Regions from separate parts of the Mus musculus genome. Here all the other regions are linked to region 2. Evidence: chromatin contacts called from public Hi-C and HiChIP or PLAC-seq data. All regions are on one chromosome and are shown on one strand. Each heading gives the region's core, a stretch centred on a gene start, on an enhancer-like site or on the middle of the called end of the contact. The rest is flanking DNA. Distances are from core to core; before and after follow the strand shown.

Evidence for each region. A called contact is a pair of places that touch in the nucleus more often than the background predicts. HiChIP or PLAC-seq counts read pairs in DNA pulled down with a chosen protein or histone mark.
Region 1: a Hi-C map of adipose-derived mesenchymal stem cells shows a contact between it and region 2, with 3 times the contacts expected there. The contact joins two enhancer-like sites.
Region 3: an H3K27ac HiChIP or PLAC-seq map of the NIH/3T3 cell line shows a contact between it and region 2, with 7 times the contacts expected there. The contact joins two enhancer-like sites. A contact is called at or near these places in 1 of 15 datasets of contacts at CTCF or cohesin (the NIH/3T3 cell line), 5 of 484 Hi-C or Micro-C datasets (the HL-1 cell line, Sertoli cells, adipose-derived mesenchymal stem cells and 2 more) and 1 of 115 datasets of contacts at active chromatin or transcription factors (the NIH/3T3 cell line).

Annotation. Positions count from the first base shown.
Region 1 is chr9:23,693,370-23,696,069 of GRCm38.p6, reverse strand. No RefSeq gene overlaps it. Among named protein-coding and RNA genes, the nearest start is that of Gm39311, 110 kb to the right of the region's middle. Within about 2 kb of position 1,354, at least 32 of the 459 cell types and tissues checked have an H3K27ac peak or open chromatin away from gene starts, as enhancers often do. A contact at or near this core is called in adipose-derived mesenchymal stem cells, where this site is marked.
Region 2 is chr9:23,463,905-23,466,604 of GRCm38.p6, reverse strand. The region is part of intron 13 of Bmper (BMP-binding endothelial regulator); the gene reads right to left. Among named protein-coding and RNA genes, the nearest start is that of Gm39311, 120 kb to the left of the region's middle. Within about 2 kb of position 1,269, at least 44 of the 459 cell types and tissues checked have an H3K27ac peak or open chromatin away from gene starts, as enhancers often do. A contact at or near this core is called in the NIH/3T3 cell line and adipose-derived mesenchymal stem cells, where this site is marked.
Region 3 is chr9:23,249,875-23,252,630 of GRCm38.p6, reverse strand. All of the region lies in intron 2 of Bmper (BMP-binding endothelial regulator), which reads right to left. Among named protein-coding and RNA genes, the nearest start is that of Bmper, 28 kb to the right of the region's middle. Within about 2 kb of position 1,425, at least 22 of the 459 cell types and tissues checked have an H3K27ac peak or open chromatin away from gene starts, as enhancers often do. A contact at or near this core is called in the NIH/3T3 cell line and adipose-derived mesenchymal stem cells, where this site is marked.

The DNA.
Region 1 (2,700 bases), core at 105-2,604, 230 kb before region 2:
TTGATTGCTCCACTGTCATACACATAAGCCTTTGTTGCATGTGTCTGCTCCCATTTTAGTGGATGTACAATTAGCTCTATTCAACTCAGTTTGATTCTGTTAGTCCCACTTCAGGTGCCTACTGTGTTGCCTGATATTTTCTAGTGAATCAAGATAGTGTGCTGACAACAGACCATGGAAACAATCCCCCACAAGGCTGGTTCAGTGACCCACCAAGTTTGTTGGAGTTAGTCTAAGGAGCATGACTGAAAGGTTGCTTACACTTGACCATGGATGACTGAAGGCTCCCTGCATCTCTGAACAGGGTACCACAGCCTGGGTGAGAGCACACAGAAGCTACAAGCCTGCATTTCACTGTTCTATCTCACAGGCTGCTCAGCAACAGCTGACTTGGAATTTTCCTCTCCTAGTAATTCTGTATAACCTTGGTGTGGATCTTTTAAGTTTCAATAGTTCCTTGAACCTTGTAAATTTTGCTTATTTACTGTATCTTATCTATTAACTGTCTCCAAGCAGAAGTGAATAGCAATATAACAGTGAAGATTAATGCAACTGTTATCTATACTTCTATTAAGTTATTGCTGTATAAACAAAAATGATTTAACCATATAATAGAAGTAGACAATGAAAAAAGAATGAAAGTCTAACTCATGCTGTAGCATAGATAAGGCTTCGGAGCATTTTACTACATTATATATGTCAAATATCAAAAGGGCATGCATTATTTCATCTATACATAATATAGAAAGTAAAGGTAGCTTAGAGAGATTAAAAAGAGATTAGCATTGTCCTAGCATTGGGGGTTGTAAAAGGAAGCAAACTATGTCATATGTTAAAGGTGATGAGAATATCATGGCAAGTAATAGTGGTGATGCTTACAACTTTATGAATACGATAAAACAGTTGATATGTGTACTTTGTGTTTGATGGTATGTGAGTTATATATTATATGAACCATAACAGAGGTAAGGTAGAGAGGACATATCTGCAGAAGCACCTTCCATGTGGGTTAAGAGACAAATTCCAGGGCAAGGAATTTCCTTATACTTCAACCATGTCACAAGTAAAGTGACAGAATTGAAATGTGAGACTCCCTTTCTGAATTAATGTATTTTCACTAAATAATACAACCCAAGTTATCAACCAGGAATGAATCAAAAGGAGAAAATTGAGGAGGATCAGGAAAAGAAGAGATAAACAGAACCCTTGGGAAAATGAGGGGAATTTCCCAGAATCTACTTAAAGGGAGATGAAGCATAATGGTTTTATGGTTTTTCTTAGTCACAGCTGACCAATTGAGTCAAGTTCAGAGTGGGTGGATATTTAACCAAGGTTGGCATTTTCAGAGTGAGTGGAATAGTGTCTTGAGATTGTGTAAAAAGGCAGTTATTATGATGAATCATAGAATCTTAGAGAGATGACTACAGGAGCAAAGATGTGAGGAGGTTAATGGGCAGAAAATGTGGTGAGGTTAATGGGTTGTTGCTGGAAGGCTGAAAAATCACCGGAGTGGGAGTAGAAGGGAGACTGGGCTGGGAAGGTAGGAAGTGAGGATGGTCTGAAATTTGGATGCTGACATTTAGAGTCGGCAACTATTAGTAATGGCAATGGCTAGGTTTTATCTCAGAAGATGAATAGCTAATATACAGTGTAGCATAATGCGTTATATACAAGTAACTTGCAGGGACCAACACAGTACTATTAAATGCTTCTGCTAAAAATGATATGTGCTTGAGGTGAAAAATGGCCTTTTAGGTGTTGGTCCTTCTCTAAAAGGAGAAAGAGATGTTTACTACAAAATTCAGTAAATTGCTAAAGGTCCAAAGTCAAGGGGCTTGGGGAACATTAGTGAGATAGGTGAAGATACCCATGGAATCCATATTAAACCAGCCCTCACTTGTAAGATGAAATAGTCAAGTTCAGTAAGTGCCTGAGAGTCACAGACAAAGTGGGGAACTACCACTCTTTCTGGGAAGCAAGACCTAATTCTGTTATCCTTTCTGCCGCTGGGCACCACATGAGAACAAGCCTTGGAAGACAATCCAGGTCAGGGTGTGGGGCACTGGAACACATGTCCTCAGCATCATTTTGGTTTGATAATGAATTTTCAGAGTTAAATGGTTGGTATCACTGAAATGGTTTGATTTCTAAGATTCAGTGGATGAAATTGGAGAAGAATAACAGTATTCAGCTGAAGAGAGATTTATAGACCTAGTAGATTCTAAACATGGCATAGCTATCATAGCTAGTTTAACTTCAAGGATACCAGCTACTACCTCAGAAACTTCAAGGGAAAACAAGAGATTAATTTATTTCTGCATGTTGAAAATTAATGGAATAAAACTAAGAAAAAGTAAGAAGGTACAGTAAATAAAAACACATTTTGAAGAATTCTTATGACCAGTCATCCTAGAGTCATGAGTAGGTTTGCATTCATCTGGTCATGTGACCTGACACCATAACTAATTTTAGTTTTACCAGTCTGGGCTTGAATGCCAATTTTCTTATGTCAATAACACTGTTATTGTATTCAGGAGGCCGTACACTGTTAGCTACATGTCCAAAAGTTTAAAGATATGCTCTTATGTTTTAAACATTAGGTAGAAAAAGCAGTGTGTTCCATTATTCTGGGTTGTAAATGAGGCATATTATTGCTTTTCTAGCAAACTGAATGCTCTGCTTCTAAAGTGAAGTGTAATT
Region 2 (2,700 bases), core at 20-2,519:
GAAAAGACAAAAGAAAAAAAAAAAAAAGAAACCTAGAAAACCACATTGTGGTCATGGCTGTCCTTGTTTGTATCTGTTCTTAGAAGCTGGTGAAACTATCTTAGGCTGGTTGATGTTTGGGAAACTCAGAGAAGAGGTCAAGAGAAGTGAGAGGCAGCCATGGTCAAGTGGGTCAGCTACCATGAGACTACTAAATGATTCATCTACACTTTAACCCTTAAAATTCTGCCCTCATTGTTGAATCTGAGTTTCAAAGAAGCATCCAGGCTTGGTAACAATGGAGAGGTGGCCTATCTATATCACATTATGCATCAAAAAAATCTGATCCAGGTAACAGAGGTCCACATTCTCCTGAAGGCTATATGGACACTTAAACACACTTGGGCTTACCTGTCCACAAGAGGGAAATGGCACTGTAATATGTAAAGAGAGGCTACTGGATCCAATGACTTGGACCAAGGTGTGAGTTGTTTTATTGGGTTAAAGAAAGAATAGAAAAGCTTGCAGAGCCAACACAGGAAGAAATTTCTATTTCTATTTCTATTTCCAGATCATTCCTGTGTGGGCCAGCTACAGTTTGGCACCACTGTCGCATTTGTCCACTGTGACACAAATTCTGACCAGAATATTATGACTGCTGGGGTTGGCAGGACAGCACTCCAAGTCTGAGCTGCTCTGTAGTGTGTGAACAAAGCCATAGAGCACTGAGGATGGGAGTCTAGCTGGCTTTTCTTGTTACCGATACAAAAGAGATCTGGGGCCCAGCCTCATCCCTCCCCTCCTCCACTTTACCCCAGGTTAGACCTTTGGCTGACTCCTAAGTGAAAGACTCCTAGTGAAGTCTATGCTTATCGAAGGAAGAAAGCAAGACACATAGACTAAAGCAGACAGTCTTCACTGAAAAGGAGAGGGGGAGGAGAGGGGGGGAGGGGAGGGAGAGAGAGAGAGAGAGAGAGAGAGAGAGAGAGAGAGAGAGAGAGAGAGAGAGAACACGAAGACTAAATATCAAACTCTAAACAATCTGTTGTGGCAGAAAGCCAGTGCAATTGAGAAGTTGTGGACAGATTCCATTGGGTGTGTCAAGGGCAGCCAGAAGGCCTTCCTGTTGCAAGATACATGAGATGGACCTTGAGCATCTGTGGAATTTTCTTGGTTACAGAACCAAGCAAATTGGGAAATTACAGAAAAGGGAGGGGCTGTGGGGTAGGGTTTCCAGATCTTCATATCCTAGACTGGACAGTCAGTCACATGGTCAACTTCTCAACACACACGGATAGACATACAAAAAAGAAGTCTCACTGGACAATTGTGTGGCCTAGAAGAACAGTCTGCACACCATCTGACTCTGACACTTCTTTCTTCTTGGCATCCAGTCCTCTAGAGATCACGTCTGTCTACTGAAATGACACAGAATGAACCCTGGTGTGCCAGGCTACAATGACCCTTCCGTTCCTTCCAAGGTAACCACAAGTTTACAAGGTTACATTCCTGCCTTCGGAGTCCTTCCTTCCTTGAAGTCTGCCCCCACTCCGGCCTTGGGAACAGTGAATGTGCAACAACTAAGTTAACAAAAGCCTTACCAAGCCATCTCGATAGAGAGGTATTTACAGTGAATGCCTGCTGTAATTGCCGGACTTTTATACACGATATACTATACTGCTCATCAGGACCTTTTAAAAAAGAAAACTACTTAAGACTACAGATACTGGGAAATTCTCATCTATTTACTACCTAGCCCACATTGTGGCAGAACTCTCAATCCTCCTGCCTCAGTCTATTTTGTGCTGGGAATACAGGACATGCACGACTGCACTTCACACAAATTGATTTTTTAATCATTATAACATTGCCTGAGAGATAAATGGCATTGCCTGAATAGCAGAAGCAGGAAAAGCACAAGAAACCCAGCACAGGCCATTATCCTCTGAGCTTCTTTGGAAGCTGATATTTTTGTGGACTAACATAGGTCTCTGTGATTACAGAGATTTATTTTAAAGGTAACAGTGCTTACTGTGGTTTTAACTTCTATAATTAATTGAAGTGGTCATATGAAATAATGGGTTTCTTTATTAAGCTTTCATATATGTATATCATTGCACTCTGATCCTCTGCATACACATCCACGACCTGGCCTCATTCTCCATCCCCATTCTGCACATGGGAACACATGGCATGTGTCTGTTTGCCCTTCTGTTACCTTCTCTTGTCCCTTCTTCCTTTTGATAGCTTCCTTGTTCTATATAGCACCTTCTACTTTTATACAAGGATATGAATATTAAAAGAAGTCCTACATGTGTCTATCCAGCAGAGTTGTGATTTTTAACAGCTATCATGCTTATTCTGGTACCTAAAAGGCATCCCTTCTTCATAACGTCATATATCAGACCACATGTGCCTATTAAGACACTGGTCCCCAGAGTTAATGCTGGCACAAGTTTCATTTTTATGGCAATCTTAGGCTATGATGTCAAAGATGCTCTGACTAAAATTTTTGAGACAAGGGGTGCTTGAGATTTCAAATCTTTCCAAAATATATACATATACAGACACAACCACATACATACATTATTCTTGGACACAAAAGGCACGTCTAAAACCCAAATTAATTCTATTTTACATATACCTTGCATACACAGCTACAGTTGCATCCCCTTAGTGTACTTGTAGTTTAATTGAAACCCATCCCATTGCAGTGAGGTG
Region 3 (2,756 bases), core at 176-2,675, 210 kb after region 2:
GGGCAAAGAATTGTCCGTTCTCTCTCTCCCTCCCTGTTTCCATCCCTCTCTCCCTTTCTCTTTCCCTCCCTCATTCCCCTCCCCCCCCCCCCGATTTTCCCATTGTCTGTCCTGGGTTGTTATACCCACAGAGCTAACCTCACTCATTCATTCAGATCCTGTGGTACAGTAGTCTCCCTTCTCATCTGTTCGTTAGAGCAGCCCTACCACTGCTGAGGAGCTCTTAAGGAAAGCTGCCTGTGCCTCCCACCCACTGCAGCGCTGATCTGAATGATGTAAAAAGGCTAAGTCGATAAAGCACAGCTGTAAGAGTGTCCTTGTGTCCAGTGAAGATGAGGCAGATGACGGAGCTGTCTAGAGCCTATGGAGACAGCAGACCAGGTGGCCTGGCTCCAAGCCCTCCAATTCTCCAGGTCTTCTCGTCCCAACGATGATGGTTAGTGATACATTTTTAAAATTTTAGGTATTATTGGCCATATTCCCACTGAAGGCAACAAGAGCACCTAACGGGTGCACGTGTATGCCTATGTACGTGTGCACTGCTTAAAATTACTAGCTGTGACTCCATTTGCCACGCGTGGATTCTACAACTCCTATTTTAGCGCAGACTCCCTCACCCCGGGAAGACTGGGACTGATATGAATATCGCAAGCAGAGATTCAGTCTCAAGTGCATTTATGAGTGCAGCAAACTTGGAGAAGGGTCCCCCTAAGACAGTGTCCTCTCTAAAAGGAGGAGTCCTCAGAGTTCAAACTTTCAGGACAGTCAGAGTGATGGGGAGAAGCAATGTGAGAGCGGGTGAGTGGGAAGGTGCGCATGTTCTTTAGAACTGCTGGCTGAATTAGAAAGCCAGAACAGAGTCAAAACCCACAACAGGATCCCAAGATTCACAATAAAGAGCATTTTAGCTGTTGTCCACCATGCACGGCATTCCAGGCAAATGGTTTGTACAGTCACATCTGAAGTTTTAAATATGTGTGGACAGACAGACAGACAGGCATGTATACCTAAGCTTTGGGTATATATTTAGGGGATACAATTTCCTTTCTGTTTACCCTTAGGATTTTTTACATCCTATTGGGGTCATGTTGGAACTGCCAGATCCCATCATTTTTGGAGTCTGTTTGGAATCTGGTTGGTGTGGATGTGAGGATGGGCTTAGAATCCCAGGCCCTTGAGGAAAGAAATAATAGAGCTGCAAGATCACCGTGGGGACCCTGCTTCCTCATCCCCTTAATTGAGCCTAACAGCTACATGGGAAATTCAGACACAGGTAATTAACACCACTTGCCTGGCTTCCTGGGCTTGGACAAGTCACAAAACCCCATATCCTGGAGACAGTGGCTCTGGCAAGGAGTGTTATACACAAAGCCCCGTGTTCAGGAGTCTGTCATCCTCACAGCACAGATCACAGCTGAGGCTAAGCGTGCGACTCATTCGGTTCGGGTTTTAACTCAGCAAACACTTTCTGATAGTGATTCACACATACTGCTCACTTCCTCTGATGATATTTAGACTCTGAGCTAAGGAAGATCACACAGAACTTCATCTTAGCCTGATTCTACAGATAAAGAAGTAAGGCTGGGACATGTCCCCACGGAGCAACAAACACAAGTGAGAGAGGTCTGGAACACTGATCTCTGCCATGCAAATGCTACCTACACTTCAGTACTTGGGTACATTGTGGGCATTCAGGATACAGAGTGAGAGAAAACAATATCCCGCTTGGGTCCTCCTAGTATATTTCCACATGTGAGACGAGTCCCGTTTCCAGCAGAATCACTCCAAGGACCAGCCTCAGAGTCATGGGACTGTTACAGACACTGTCTGCTTTGAGGAGACAAGAAATATGACTATGATCAGATATCAACAGGGCCAGGCCTATCACACCTCTGAAAAGGCAGACTGATACCCTAAGTTTTCCACAAATTCTAGGTGGGTTTGCAGAATCATGCATTCTAAGCAAACAGAAACAATGGCCAAAAGGCCATATTCACACAAGGAGAAGGTGAAAACATAATAACCTAGCCATCGTGTTTGCGATCACTTCATGGTTCTTTGCTTTCTCGGTCACCATGTCTCTGTGCTTACCATCTCTAGGATCAGCCAGCTGGGGAGGTAAGTCTGAACCAGTGTCTCCTTTCAGAAAGATGGACCACAGACACCTTAATATCAACAAATGCTTCCCCCCCCCAAAAAAAATCATAGCCTTGAAATGCACCCTCAACAACTTGTTAACATGCAAAAAGTAAGGGGGTGGTATAGAGAGTTTAAAAAAAAATTACATGTCTGGCAAGAAAACTCCATAAGGACGCCAGCCAAACCACAGCTCCAGCAGAAGCCAAGTACAGACAGGATGACAGCAGCCAGCTTGCTGAGTCTGACACTTGCCGCCAGATGGCAGCACGGAGCTCCCCGGCCTTAGGAGTTGCAGCCTTGAGCCTGCCTCCTGCCTACAGAACTGTCTCCTGTCTGGAGAGAGTGGGATCATGAGTACTGAAGACAACTAAGCACCAACATGAAATGATTCTAGTTGCTTCCACACATGGAAAGGAGAAATTCCGTGGAGATGCTCTTGAATATTTCCACAAGTGTCCTGAAGATATTTTTTTTCCAAAACACTTTTCAAGAACCAATCCTATTATAGACTGTAGAAACTATTATCCCATGTTTTATCTATGTTAAAAAAAATAATAACAATAAACTGAAGATAGGAACTCAGCAGCCAATATAGTGGCAGAGGTGGAAGCAAGACT